2 separate regions of the Macaca mulatta genome follow, and region 2 is linked to region 1. A link is a contact called in public Hi-C data. All regions are on one chromosome and are shown on one strand. The core of a region is the stretch at or near the end of the contact, and the rest is flanking DNA. Distances in the headings are between cores, read along the strand shown. Region 1 holds the start of ANXA5 (annexin A5). Region 2 holds the start of EXOSC9 (exosome component 9).

Region 1 (6,914 bases), core at 523-3,022:
GAGAAGAACCTAAACCAAACTTTCCACTTGAAGTAATATGAGAACTGTTTTACTGTAACATTTAAGTGCAAAGAGGAGGTAAGAATGGGGTCACTGTATAAGTTTACTAAAGTAACCAACTCATCTTAATCCTCCCATTTTCACTTGGAAAGGACCAAGAAACCTTATTCAATTTTGGTAAGTCAATCTGATAAAAAGTGAACTATAAATAAGAGAGAACATTGTTTTAGCAGTTAAAACACTTGTTTAAAAAAAAACCATCTGGACTCTGACAAGCCAGTTAGATTGACAAGATCTGTGAAATCAATTTGGAGTTTTTAAGCCCTGATATCTTATTCACAAAAGACTGTATAACATGGTCAGTATTTAAAGACCTTAAACTATCTTCTCTTTCCTACATTTTTGATAAACATTAATAACAGTAAAGAAGCCAGGCGCAGTGACTCAGGACTGTAATCCCGCCGAGGCGGGAGGATCACTTGAGGCAAGGAGTTTGAGACCAGCCTGGCCAACATGGTGAAACTCCGTCTCTACTAAAAATACAAAAATTAGCCGGGCGGGCCGGGGCGCCTGTAATCCCAGCTACTTGGGAGGCTGAGACACGAGAATTGCTTGAACCCTGAAGGCAGAGGTTGTAGTAAGCGAGATCACTAAATCACTGGACTCCAGCCTGGGCGACAGAGTGAGAGTCCCTCTCAAAAAAAAAAAAAAACAGTAAAGAAAGCCTGCAGTAGATTATCAATTTCTGAAACAGTCCCAAGTCCCAAGGCAAATTCAATTGAGAATTCGTTCCACGAGTTCATTGCTTAAGAAAAACAGTGCTTGTGTTTAATCTTTTGCATTAAAAAAGAAAAAAAAATCAGAGCCCACAACCTACAGTTTATTTTAGTAAAACTGGGCTGAGCAACTGGAAAAAGCCAATGCTCCATCATAGTATTAAAATACAGAAAACTTTGCGGAAAAAAAATAAAGGAAGTCAAGGAGGGAGGGAAAATGCGTTCGCCTCACATGACCACGATGAGCTGTTCTTGCTCTGGTTCTAATTTGAGCGACTCTCTGGATTTTGAGGAAGGCCCACTTTTACACATTCACTCATGAAAAGGGAGTGCACACAAATCCGGCCACGTCACCAGCTGCTGCGCGCGAAGGCAGCTTGGCGGCGTCGGTGCTGGTTCCGGAGGGCGCTCCGCGAGGAGAACCGGGACACAGGAAAGGGGGCGGGGAAGCAAAGAGGGAACAAGAAAGGTGGAAGCGATGTCCCCAAAGCAGGTTCCGTTTCCTCCTAAACTTTTTGGCCTTCAGACAAATCCTAAAAGTCCCTCGTCGCAGCATACAAAGTTGTGGGTAAATCCAGCGCGGTAGGGGGCGCACGGCCTTACCTGTGCCATGGCGACGAGTCAGGCCAGGGGAAGGTGAAGCAGGACTGCAAAACAGAAGAGACCTCGAGCTTAGCGCGCCACTCGCAACTTGCGCCCTCCCCAAGCGCAGGTCCGCGGGGAGGCGCTAAGACAGCCCGGAGGGCCCCGCCACGGGGCCGACCCGCCCTCTCGCAGCTACCAGGACAGCTCTCGGGCGAACGTCCGCGCGAACCCAGTGCCCTGCGACCCCGCTCCCCTCTCCAGAGGGAGCCCCCTCCCCGTGCTGCGGCCACTCACCCAGACTGTGGGACCCAAGTGCCCCGAACCACCGGGAAAGCGGCGGAGCGCCAGGCTACGGTACGCGGGGAAACGCCGGGATGAGGACGCCGAAGGATCCGGCAGCTGCACCAAGACTGATCCAAGCAACGGAAACGCCAGCGGCCCCGCCCCGGCCCTGCCCCGCTTGGCCCGGCCCACCCCCGCGAGGGACTCAACCGCAGGCAGGCCGCGCCAGCCCGGCCCGCCCCTGCCACGGCCTCAGCGCGCCTGCGTGGATCGCGGCTAGTCCCAGTCGGTGGCCAGCGGCGTGGACTGTCCCGCGGCTCTCGCGGGCCTGGGTGGGGCGCGGCCGCAGCGCTGCTGGAACCAAGAAGGGGCGGCCGCTCCCCCGAGGGCCCCAGGGACAGTCTTGTCTTCGCCCCGAGGGAAGGGCGTGGGGAGCTGTCCAGGACTCAGGGTTTTGGAGGTGCTTGAGCCTCCCTGCCTTCTGTGACCGTAGGAATCGTAGCCTCACTTGGGTGCTCGACAGAGCAGTGCATGGGCGTCTTTTTGGAGGCGAGACAAAATCATCGCAGCTAAGGGCAGCGCGCCTTTGTAAATGGGATAGAAAAAACCTGAAGGGAGGGCCGTTTCCCCAGTTGTTTTTGTTTCTGTTTTGTTTTGTTGTTTTTGTTTTGTTATGTTTTGTTTTGTTTTTTGAGACAGAGCCTCACTCTGTCGCCAGGCGAGAGTGCAGTGGCGCGATCTCGGCTCACTGCAACCTCTGCCTCCCGGGTTCAAGTAATTCTTGTGCCTCAGCCTCCTGAGTAGCTGGGATTACAGGCCTCTGCCACCACGCGCAGCTAATTTTTGTCTTTTTAGTAGAAACGAGGTTTCACCATGTTGGTCAGGCTGGTCTGGAACCCCTGACATTGTGATCCACCCGCCTCGGCCTCCCAAAGTGCTGGGATTACAGGCGTGAGCCACCGCGCCCGGCCTGTTTTGTTGTTGTTGTTATTGTTGTTGTTGTTTTGTTGTTTTTAATGCATATGATTGCTTCCTAGATGGCCCTCTCTTAAATGTACAGCCTTCTAGTAGCATATGTGGGGTATTTCAAAGCCTCTGCTTCAAATCAGTTTCTGTTTTCAAAACTAGCCTAGAACTTTAATATGACTTAAATTTAAGCCATGCCTCATATTGGTTCAACATAAAATATATGAGCATATGAGAGAGACGGGGAGGGAGGGAGAATCTACAGCGTATTGTACTAGCATGGTGCTGTGTTCTGTGAAAGGGCTTTATATGCAAAGGAGCCCCCAAATGCGAAGAAGCCAAGAAACCAAAGAACAAGGCAGACAAATCCAGTCTGTCGGTAATAGGTGTGTTATTGGAGGATATCATAGACAGAAGCGTGACCTTGGGCGGCAGCAAGCAGATAAATTTCTGCACTGTTACTCCCCCAACCCTGGCCTTATATATCGTAAAGAGAGAGTATACTGCTCTGCAAGACAATTAAAGGCAGCCCTCCAGATCAGGTGAGAATGCCTTATGCGTTATAGCCTACAATGTGGGCAATAGCATCAAGGTTGACATGTTCTTATGCTAAGGACAGTAAAAAAAAAAAAAAAATCCTAGGAATCAACAGGTATTCATGGGACTGGGGTTATTAAAGGTCAACACGGCGGATTAGCATCCAGGGTATAATCACTTTTGTCTCCACATGCTGGAAAAGGAAAAGTAGAAGACACAGTGACCTTCTCAGACTTACTGCTATGGGGAGGGAAAGTGCCAGGGCAGAGGTGAAAATAGGACAAGTTTGCGACACTAGATGCAGTGTTTTAGACATATGCTGGAATGGGAAGTGCAAAGTGCTTCTCAACGTGGAGGTTAAGGGTAAGAGATAGGGATCTAGTCTTCTTTGAGAATGAGGAAGAATAAATTAAATGGACAGCAAATGTGGTTCTTTGTATAGAACTTCTCATTCGCTTTCACGTGTGAACCACATGCTTATTCCAGCCCTGACAAAGTCACAAAAGAGTGGTTGTTCTCTGGAAAAGGAGGCAAAATTGCAAAATTTGTGGAGCTTGCCAACCCCATCACCCCCACCCCAGTGGCAGCTTGCCTTTCCTCTGGGAGCCTCCTCTCCACCAGCCCAGCTGTCTACTCAGCCTCAGGCTGTCCCCAAGTCAGCACCTCCCCCGGGCTTTCTTTACAGGTATTAATATATCTGAAGGCAGCCCTTTTCTGAGCATCTGTCTCTATTGCTCCAGCTTTTCTACTCTCTCTCTGCCCTGCACCAACAGCAGGACCTTTAATCTTGCCTAGAGCATTCTTTTTTCTCACCCACATCCACTTGAACTCAGTTTGCTTCTCTCACTTTCTGCTCTCAACATTAGTGGAATTAAACAGGACCCCAGAGATGCTATATTTAACAATCATTGGTTTTACAGGGACATGAGACTCGTCATGGGTTAGCGACTTGCTCTATGTCCTGCAGCTAAATACTGACAGAATCGATGAGTTATTGGACCCAGAGTCTTGATGTACTCCAGTTAGCATTTCTTTCACTTCCAGTAATATCAGTTTATTCAACTCCTACTCTGGACCAGGCACAGATCTAGGTGCTGGGGAAAACGCGGTAAGTGAAACAAAGGCCCTGCCCTCATAGGTCATACATTCTGGTGAAGGAAACAAACAATAAACAAATATCTAATATGTCCTGTGTGATGTGTAGTATAAATAAACTAAAATGCTAGGCAATGGAAATGAAGGGAACACTATTTTGCAAAGGTGATATGAAGCCATTTCTGAAAAGCCTTGGACAGAAACCTAAATTGATACAATTTAATTGTATTTGACAGCTATACACTGAGCACCTGTGGAAAGGCCATACCTAAGAATTTGCACCTTAATATTATAGATAAAGCATGTATACAAACACTACAATGAGAGACTGTAAATCATGAAAGAAATGCATAGAATGCAATCAAAATGCAATTAGTTTCAGAGGAAAGAGCTAATATTTTGTCAAATGGTTGACATGGCATTTTAATTAGGTTTTGAGCGAGGATATTTTATCAAACTATGAAGGGGAGAAAGGGTAGTCTGGTTAAGTGAACTGCAAAACCAAAAGAAGGGGAGTATCTCTTTGTGACTGTGACTTGAACTGTCTAAAATGTCTGGAGTGGAAGGTACATAAAGAGAGATTGCCACATAAAGATTCTGCTTTGAATCATGTATTTAATTGATGGATTTTGAACAACTGATGTTCTTAACTACTGAGTGATAGAAATGATAGGCACTCAGGAAATCTCTTTCACTACCTCTTGTCAGCCTAATAAACAGAGAGGGAGACTTTCTAAAACAAAATGATATTTATTTGGGAATGGGCATTGCAATAGGAATGTGTGTGCCATATTAAACTATTTTGTGTATTCAGGGAGGTAAAAGAAGACAAAGGTTTTTCAAGGAAGAAGGAGGATTACATCATTGTTTTGAGATAATTATCCTCGGCTACAGTAATCAATAACTAGAGTGGCACCAGTCTAATGTTGTACAGGCAGTTGCTGGGCAGATGTCTCTGCAGAAGTTCTGTGTGTGTGTGTACGCACACATGTGTGTGTGTGGTTGCAATGGCCTTTGTCCAAAGTTATGCTTTTTGCAGTATTTTTCAATAGTTCTTGTTATCAGGCATTTAGGTATTAGAACCCTACCTTCATGGCCTTCCCCAGCCATTTGTCAGGAATCTGTCTTGTTTTTTAACACAGGCGACTCCATTTTAATAAGGACAGCTTTCACAATCTTAAAAACAAGTGTCCGTCATTCATTCCCCAATGTCCTTTATCAGTGTCCAAATGTCATGTTTAGAATCTCTGCCAGATTCACCAGTTAACTCTTTCATCTTTCTAATTGAACTTTCTCTTCTTATACATTTAAAATTAAAGTCCTTCTTTCTCAGTGTATTGTCTTTGTGTTGTGTTCATTATAAGTACTACATAATAATTTTGGCGAGTTTGTTGTACTATTCTTGGATATAAATAATGAGTTTCAGCTGTTTTCTATGAGACACTCAGGTCACATCAGTTTTCTTTTTATTAGAGAAATATACCAAATGCCAGAGAACTGATTTACAAACACACTCTTGAAACTCTATTTATTTGTTAACTCAGGACTTTCCCTATTTCTCTCAATTATTTGGATCATTCAGAACTAGCCAATTTATTCTAAATAAGTTGCTGAGCTGCTTTGTGTTTTAGTTTCTACATCTCTCAACTCTAATATTTTGATCATATATTCATGGCCCTACTGTTTCCCTTGATTATACTGACACATAAAGAGGAGAAAATGAGTTACAGGCTTTTTATAAATAAGTACAAAACAACTCTTCTTTAATTTTAGAAGAGTTGGAATCTTGTTTTTTAGAAAATTATAAAATCTTCAACCAGTCTACTTTAAAAACTGATTTTGTTTAATAAATATATCTGTTGCAAATTATGGCAAGTTAAAGAAGAAAAGATGGCAGGAGAATGAATTGCATGAAGCAGAAGAAACGAGAGAGAGTGGCTGAGGAGTAAGGTAGGGGCGAGACACAAAGGGAAAGGAGGAACATCATGTCTTCCAGACAAGATCTGGAAAAAGCACACTCTGTGAAGACAGAGGCAGTTGAGTTCAAATCCCTACTCTGCCTGCATACCAGCGATGTGACTTGGACAAATTATGTGATTTCTCTGATCCTTGGCTTCCTTATCTAGAGTGGAGGCTAGTTTCAAATAAGCTAATTGTGAAACAGCCTAACAAACTGTGAAAAAGGGTTGGTTCCATTCCCCCAGGCTCTTTTTTCTTTCAGAAACCCTCACCATCATTCTCAGCTCCTATTCTGATGATTAAGGACCCACCTTCATATTAAAAGCAGAAATAACCTCCTCTGGACCCACTGCTCCACTGCAGCAGGTCTATCCTATTGCCAGCCAGTGTCTCAGAGATGGCAGGTCCAACTCTTGGGGGCCAACCTGATGTTTCCTGGTGCCATTCCCCCTCTGCCCACCTATTCTTCCTTATCCAGAGACTACCATCAGTGGCCCCTATCAACATACAACTAGATAGACCCCCACCCTCTACCCTTCTCTCCACATGCAGGGGCTCTGATCCCCATCTGCTGGTGCCAAGAACTGTAAAACCATCACCTGGAATTTAACGCAAGCCACCTATCTGGCCTCAACTCATTCATGTCTTAATGTCCCAGGGTGAGAATAGAGGTGAGGCTGCCTTCCTCAGTAGATTCTGCCAAGTCTTTTTCCA
Region 2 (7,854 bases), core at 1,526-4,025, 110 kb after region 1:
TCCTTTGGACACACTTTTACAAAGACCAACTCAAATGTATTGGCTCACTAGAATCGCATGGGGTCAGGAAAGTGCATTTCTCCAAGAAATAAAAGGATGCTGGTCAGACAAAGCAACTGATGTTCAATAAAGAGAATGCATACTCAAATAGTTTGTTGAGAACTAGGTTATTTTTAGACAGATCATCCAGATTAACATGCTGATTCAAATTGATTCTTCTTTTAAGAACAGAAAGTAAGGCCAAGTGCGGTGGCTCACGCCTCTAATCCCTGCACTTTGGGAGGCCAAGGTGGGCAAATCACCTGAAGTCAGGAGTTTGAAACCAGCCTGACCAACACGGTGAAACCCCGTCTCTACTAAAAATACAAAAATTAGCCAGGTGTGGTGGCGCATGCCTACAGTCCCAGCTACCCGGGAGGCTGAGGCAGAAGAATTTCTTTAACCTGGGAGGTGGAGGTTGCAGTGAGCCAAGATCATGCCGCTACACTCCAGCCTGGGTGACAGAGTGAGACTGTCTGGAAAAAAAAAAAAAAAAATAGAATGTATCACATTATCTGAACTTCTTCTTAATCTTCCAAACCTATTTTTCCCTGAAATCATGAAACAAATTTTCCTTTGGCATTCAAAAATTTCTTATAAACACAAGGTTGTAAAGTAGATATATTTTATGATGGTATGTAGTAGTAAGTGGAGATGGGTCATACACGTTTGGATTAACTCAAAAATAAAAAGACAAAAGCAGGAGTGTTAAAATTAGAATATAAAAGTGAAAGTAGAAAAGAACAGTGGAAATCCAACAAAAGTGGAAGGAAAGCAAAGTAATCAAGCAGCAATCTCAGAAAAGCAATCTGTCATACTGAGTTTGGGCAGTTGCATGGGAAGCCTTTGCCAAGCCAACAAGGAAGGAGGAAACTAACATTTGAATAGCTATCATGTCCAAAATGTTTCATTAGATACTTTCATTCAGACCACTTAACACAGAGTAATTGTTACTTCCAATCTGAAGATACAGAACTCCCAAATAAGAAAGATTATTTAGCTCACTCCAAGTCCATTTGAGCTGAAGTTTATCTGAAGCCAAAGTCCATTCTCTTTCCATTACCAAGCTGCCTTGCAGGAAGTAACACGCTATTTCAACAAAGGCCTATTTCATTGCTGAAGGGAAAAATTACCAAATGGCCACTGAAAGAACCCAAGGATTTAAATGAAGAACTTATCTACCAGCAGTTCTGGTGTGAAACTGTATAATAAAAATGAACTTATGTTGTTAAAGAACTTAAGTGGTTAGTACCCTGTAATCCCCTTGCCGATTTTGAAAATTAATCATTTCTGTCCACTTTCCTCCTTCTTCACAATTTCTGTCTCCAGACCATGTGGAGCTCATCCCATTTCAGTTTTTGCATATGTTACTCTTTCTGCTTGAAACACTTTTCCTCTCCAGATGGCATCAAGGGTGCTCCTGCTCAACACCAAAGATTTACTTTACTTAAATGTCAGCTCTACAAAGTCACCTGTTCCTGCAACTACCCCTATTAAGATAGCATTCCTATTCTCAGAGAGCACTTACCATTGTGTGAAATTGTTCTATTTGTTTAGGGTTTTTTTGTCTTTCCAAAAAGAATGTAAATTCCTTGAGAGAAAGGATCTTGTCTACCCTGTTTCTCCAGCACTTAAATTATTCTTGGACAGAGTAGGCCCTCTTCAAGTATTTATTGAGTACATGGATTGCAAGTGGTACAAAGTGAGACTAAAATGTATCACTGGTAGAAATAACGTGTGAGAAGCTACCAAAGAAGCCAAAGAGAGACTGCGTAGGAGTTACAGTGCCTACCACCTCTAAAGCAAAAGGAAACAAAATAATAATATGCAAACACTTAAATAGTGCTTACTCCATGCCAGGCACCGTTCTAAACATTTTATGTATCTATTCACTCATTTTATTCCTCATAATAAATAGGTTTCTCACTCCCCGCCGCCCTCTTTTTTTTTTTTTTTTTTTGCAGGTGAGTAATGTGAAGCACACAGGTTAACTTGCCCAGGGTTATAGTAGTTAACGACAGACTTAAAATTTGAACCCTGGCAGTGAACACTTTTTAAAAGTACTATTTGATACTGCCTCTCCAAAAAAGCTGATTGGTTGGCAGCATGGCCCAGCTAAGGTTTCTCTGTGACCATAAAAATAAGTCTATCGACTTAAAATAACTGGAGAGGGGATGAGAAATAAACGGTACATTTAGTTTCAGCCCACAGAAGTAGTAACATCATTGGTTATTACGTGCGAAAGTTCTCCATTCTCATCAACTTCTCAGATCCCACAAAATTTCACCTTTGGCCACAAAAACATCCCATTTCACCATCTTAACTTTCTCCCGCAACCCTTATGCCGCCTCATTCCAGTGTTTGTTCATTTAATATGCTCCAAATCCTGCATCTGCGGCTTTCTAGGGGCCAATGTCAACTCATCTGTGAAATTGCAGTAGTATCTCTCTAGTCTCCACCCCGCAAGAGGACTGAGCGAACGGTGAAGTGTGAGAGCGGTCTACTGATATTAATTTCTACCACTCTGATGGTTATTTTGAGTATCCTTTTCTCCTCCGCATTTTATGAGAAAAGAAACGCAATTTCACGTTCAGAAACGCCCTCCCTAAGCCGCACTGGCTTCTTGCTGACCGCTGGCCCGCCCCAATCACGCTTTGAGTCTGCGCAGTAGCGACTGCCCAAGCCCTTGCCTATTTCCTGCCGCCGCGTTTTGATGACGAAATTTTCCTGCGCCTCGGGACCGGCAGCGGCGCGTAAGGAAAAGTCAGTTTCCGTTTTTCCCGCGGATTCTGGTGCCTGTGGGGCCGGTGACCCAATACCATGAAGGAAACGCCACTCTCAAACTGCGAACGCCGCTTCCTACTCCGTGCCATCGAAGAAAAGAAGGTATGGTTTGGTCCCCGCAGAATTGCGCGCTGCATGGGCGCCCGGGTCTCAAGGTGTGGACTCATACCTGGTCCGCCTGGGCCGGGGGAGCCATTAGGGGAACGACCGGCACGTTCACCCCATTCCCCAGGCTTTATTTTTTTTCGACAGGTTCTTTTCGAGTCTCTAGTCACCCCAGCAGTTGTCCGTGCTGTAGTTTCCACTTTCTTGTATGGGCGGGGTGGTTAGGATTCCACTTTCCCCCAAGTGCTTAGCCCAGGGCCAGACAAAAAGTAGTTGCTTAAGACATACTTGTTGAAGGAATAAATGAATGAATGAATTTGTGCTTAACAGCGGCTGGATGGCAGACAAACCTATGATTATAGGAACATCAGGATCTCATTTGGAACAGATTACGGATGCTGCATTGTGGAACTTGGCAAAACAAGGTAACAGGATTTAAATGAGATAACACATTGAAAAGGGAGAAGTTTGAAAAAAGACCTTATTGACTCGGTTGTTTATAAAGCAGCTAAGAAGTCTGCACAGTATTCTTTGTTTAGCTGACAAAAATAAGTATTTTTTATGCAAGATTTTTTGATTTTGTGGTCACACTTGAACTTTTTAATCATAAACGTATTTTCTGTCACCTATCACATAGTTCTGACTTCTGTAAATCGTGTAGACAACCAGTAGTGCTCATATCGAATTTGTTTCTCACACTAATACAGAGATCTTGAGCATCTTGTCATTAAGTGTACATCCTGATTTCCTGTTTTTCGAGTGACATGAAAGTTAGGTTTTCAAATATTCATTTGAAAGTTGTAAGGCTATTTGGTCAGTTAATGGTGGTGAACTATGGCATGTGAAAACACTTAAATATCAAGTTTTCATGCCATCTTGTATCAATAAATACTTGCTTTAGAGGTAAAGGTCATTGATTTTTTAGAACAATCTGTGGAATAGTAAACATTGTAATAAGAAGAGAGGTGTTTTTTCTGTCGTGTTTTTAGTTGCACCAATTTATGTTTTATTTCTGTGTATATTATACTTTACATATATTTTTTACTTTCTATGATTTATCTGGCTTACTATGATATTACTCACATTAAGATTGAAACTTGTGATCTGTTTCAGATTTTTTTTTTTTGGAAGGAGAGTCTATTTAGTTAATACTTTGTACTTTATCTTTGCAGAGTTCTTGGACAGGTTTCCTGTGAACTTGTGTCTCCAAAACTCAATAGGGCAACAGAAGGTATTCTTTTTTTTAACCTTGAACTCTCTCAGATGGCTGCTCCAGCTTTCGAACCTGGCAGGTATTTAAATCTTTTTCTTAAGCTGCTTTAGTCATAGGAGAACCTAACAGCAATGAGCTTTTGTTTTAATACCAGGTGTTATATTTCATGACAGTAGCCCATTCCTATTTTCTTATTATAGGCAGTCAGATCTCTTGGTGAAGTTGAATCGACTCTTGGAAAGATGTCTAAGAAATTCGAAGTGTATAGACACTGAATCTCTCTGTGTTGTTGCTGGTGAAAAGGTGGGGAATATGCCCATAATTCTTAATCTTAGGATGAATACTGTTGATTCATGGATCCCGGTGTCTGAGCTTTTATTCTCAGAACTTTAGTCAACTCAAGTTTTGTACTGATTCACTTCACTTCAGATGTTCTTGAGTGATACCCTTAGAACTTTGTGCCACCTCTATCTCTCTGAAGGGATAAAAAGCATTATTCTAAAAGGGTGAAAATAGCAACTTAGATTTTTGTGTAAAAATATTTTATTCAAAGAATTTGTGGCTTTTTCATATAATCTCATTTTCTTATCTGCGTTCATAGAAGCAGGTGTTCATAGAAGCAGGTAGTTTTTCATGCAGAACTCAAGAACAGAAGAAATCCTTCATTTGGATAGGTTTATCGAGTTACACAGGGCCACACCATGTCAGTGGCAGGGATAATTTTGAAAATCTTAGTCCCAATAAATTGTGCTGCATTAGGATATTAGACTTTTATTCTTTTTTTTTTTTTGAGACAGAGTCTCACTCTGTTGCCCAGACTGGAGTGCAGTGGTATAATCTCAGCTCACTGCATCCTCTGCCTCCCCTGTTCAAGCAATTCTCCCACTCAGCTTTCTGAGCAGCTGGAACTACAGGCATCTGCCACCACACCCGGCTAATTTTTGTATTTTTAGTAGAGACAGAGTTTCACCATCAGACTGGTCTTGAACTCCAGACCTCAAGTGATCCACCCACCTTGGCCTCCCAAAGTGCTGGGATTATAGGCGTGAGCTACTGTGCCTGGCCAGAATTTGATTCTTGATTAGGGTATTTTGACAAGCATTTTTATTCCAGAGAAGTCATTTAGCTTTCCATATTCCATACCTAAGTATAATACTTCCTATTTGCATTACTTGTAAAGTTATTAAAAATATCACAAAACCTAAAAGGTTAACGTTTTTTAATTTTTGAAAATATTCATTATTTTCTGTTAGGGACAGTGACACTTTCATCCAGGCAGGAGTGCAGTGGTGTTATTATAGCTCACTGTAACCTTAAACTCCTGGGCTCAAGGGATCCTCTCTCCTTAGCCTCCCGAATAGCTAGGACTACAGGCGCATGCCACTCCACCCAGCTAACTAAAAAACTTTTTTTTTTTTCGTAGAGATAGGGTCTTGCTGTGTTGCCCAGGCTGGTCTCGAACTCCTAGGCTCAAGCAATTCTCCCATCTTCGCCTCCCAAAGTGCTGGGATTACAGGTGAATGCCACTGTGCCTGACCTAGAGTTTGTGGTTTTTAACAGACATGATAAAAATGTAATTAGATTTGAGGTTAGGAAAATCTTAGTATTAAACATTAGAGTAGTTCTGTCTATTTAAAGTATGTGTTCTACGATTAAACGACTCACATAGTATTTCAGATGTTTGGCTTAAATTTTCTAAAATACATTTTTTGTTAACAAACTAGAAGGAGTAACTGCATGTTTTAACAGCAAGAAAAATTACTTTGTGCACAATGTTACTTTTCTTGATAAATAGCCACTGGTTGTAATCAGGATTTATTTTATTTTAAATTCACTATCAGGTTTGGCAAATACGTGTAGACCTACATTTATTAAATCATGATGGAAATATTATTGATGCTGCCAGCATTGCTGCAATTGTGGCTTTATGTCACTTCCGAAGACCTGATGTCTCTGTCCAAGGAGATGAAGTAACACTGGTAAGCTCTTATGTGAACCAGGATCCTTGATACGAATGAATGAGGAGGGTCCTAAATGTGCAGGAAACTTGTTTTTAGTGAAGTTATGTTGTAGATGGCAATTGGGTAGGTTCTAAAAATTTGTTCATAAGACTAAAACTGCATATGGTCAAAATTGCCCTTGAAATCTCTTAACAGTTCCTCTATTGAAACATTTGTCAGTAAGAACATACCGTAGCATGGTTTTCCAGAATAGAATTAGATGACTATTTTGGATTGAGCATTAGATGAAGTGTTTGACTTATGTTTAAGGGCCATATGTGTGAAAAATAAATGAATCTCAGCACAGTGAGATGCTTACCCTGCAAGAGGTATGCAATAGCTGAAAAGCACTGAGGAATCAGCAGATTCATATTTGTCTCCAGGATGTTTGTTCATTAGGCAAAGAGCTGATGAAAGTCCATCAGAAATACCCGGAGGGCTTGTTAAAACATATTGCTAGACTCTACTCCCAAAGTGAAACAGGGCTACGACTTAAGAATTTGTACTTTTAACTTTGAGTTCTTAGGTAATACTGATGTTGCTGGTCCAGGGAGCACATTTTGAAAACCATTGACCTACATTTTCTTTATCTTTTGTTCTGAGTATGTCAGTTTTAATTTATATAAATTACTTGCTAGAATAATGAAAGTGCACCGTAGTTGTAGTTTGAATCCTGAAGTTGCAAAAGGACACATCAGATGCCCAGATTTTCTAAACAATGATTCATAATTTTGCTTTTGGGCAGTAGACTGGAGCAGAACCGTTAAAAAGTGAGAAGTAGGGACAAAGGTTTATTAACAGTAGAGGTAATATTCTTTTAGAGGAGGGAGTTTATATAAGGAAGTGAAAAAAAGTAGAAAGCGATTACTACACTTGAAAGATCAATTAAAGAATACTGTGGTGTTCTTGCTAGTGGGAATGTAAAATGGTACAGCCATGTTGGAAAAGTTTGGCAGCTTTCTTAAGTTTTAAGTGTAGACAACATTCTATATTCAGAAAAATAACATTAGAAGGAAATACTCTTTTTTTTTTTTTTTTTGAGACAGGGTCTCACTCTGTTGTCCAGGCTGGGGTGCAGTGGCATGATCTCGGCTCACTGTACCCTCTGCCTCTTGAACTTAAGCAATCCTCCCTCCTCAGTCTCTTGAGTAGCGGGGACTACAGGTGTGTGCCACCCGCTTGACTAATTTTTGTGTTTTTTGTAGAGATATGGTTTCACCAAATTGCCCAGGCTGGTCTTGAACTCCTGGGCTCAAGTGATTCTCCCACCTCGGCCTCCCAAAGTGTTGGGATTACAGGCATGAGCCACCATGGCCAGCTGAAAATACTCCTCTCTTATATGTACATCTTTCAGCAGATTTAACCTTGTAAATTTTTTTTTTTTTTTTTTTTTTGAGACAAGAGTTTCACTCTTGTTGCCCGGGCTGGAGTACAATGATGTGATCTCAACCCACTGCAACATCTGCCTCCCGGGTTCAAGCGATTTTCCTGCCTCAGCCTCCCAAGTAGCTGGAACTATAGGCATGCACAACCACGCCTGGCTAATTTTGTATTTTTAGTAGAGACAGGGTTTCTCCATGTTGGTCAGGCTGGTCTCGAAGTCCCCACCTCGCCTGCATCGGCCTTCCGAAGTGCTGGGATTACAGATGTGAGCCACCGCCCCCGGCCGACTTTATAATATTAAGACAAATTGCAATGGCTTAAAATTGGAAA

What was found. A called contact is a pair of places that touch in the nucleus more often than the background predicts.
Region 2: a Hi-C map of liver shows a contact between it and region 1, with 2.2 times the contacts expected there. The contact joins the promoter of EXOSC9 here to the promoter of ANXA5 in region 1. A contact is called at or near these places in 3 of 14 Hi-C or Micro-C datasets (cortical neurons, fetal cortex germinal zone and liver).

What each region holds. Positions count from the first base shown.
Region 1 is chr5:130,509,441-130,516,354 of T2T-MMU8v2.0, forward strand. ANXA5 (annexin A5) reads right to left here and starts at 1,773. Exons shown (of 13, transcript XM_015139155.3): 1 at 1,656-1,773; 2 at 1,380-1,423. The coding sequence starts at 1,388.
Region 2 is chr5:130,615,641-130,623,494 of T2T-MMU8v2.0, forward strand. EXOSC9 (exosome component 9) reads left to right here and starts at 2,776. Exons shown (of 12, transcript XM_015139157.3): 1 at 2,776-2,925; 2 at 3,259-3,353; 3 at 4,101-4,220; 4 at 4,342-4,444; 5 at 5,983-6,120. The coding sequence starts at 2,860.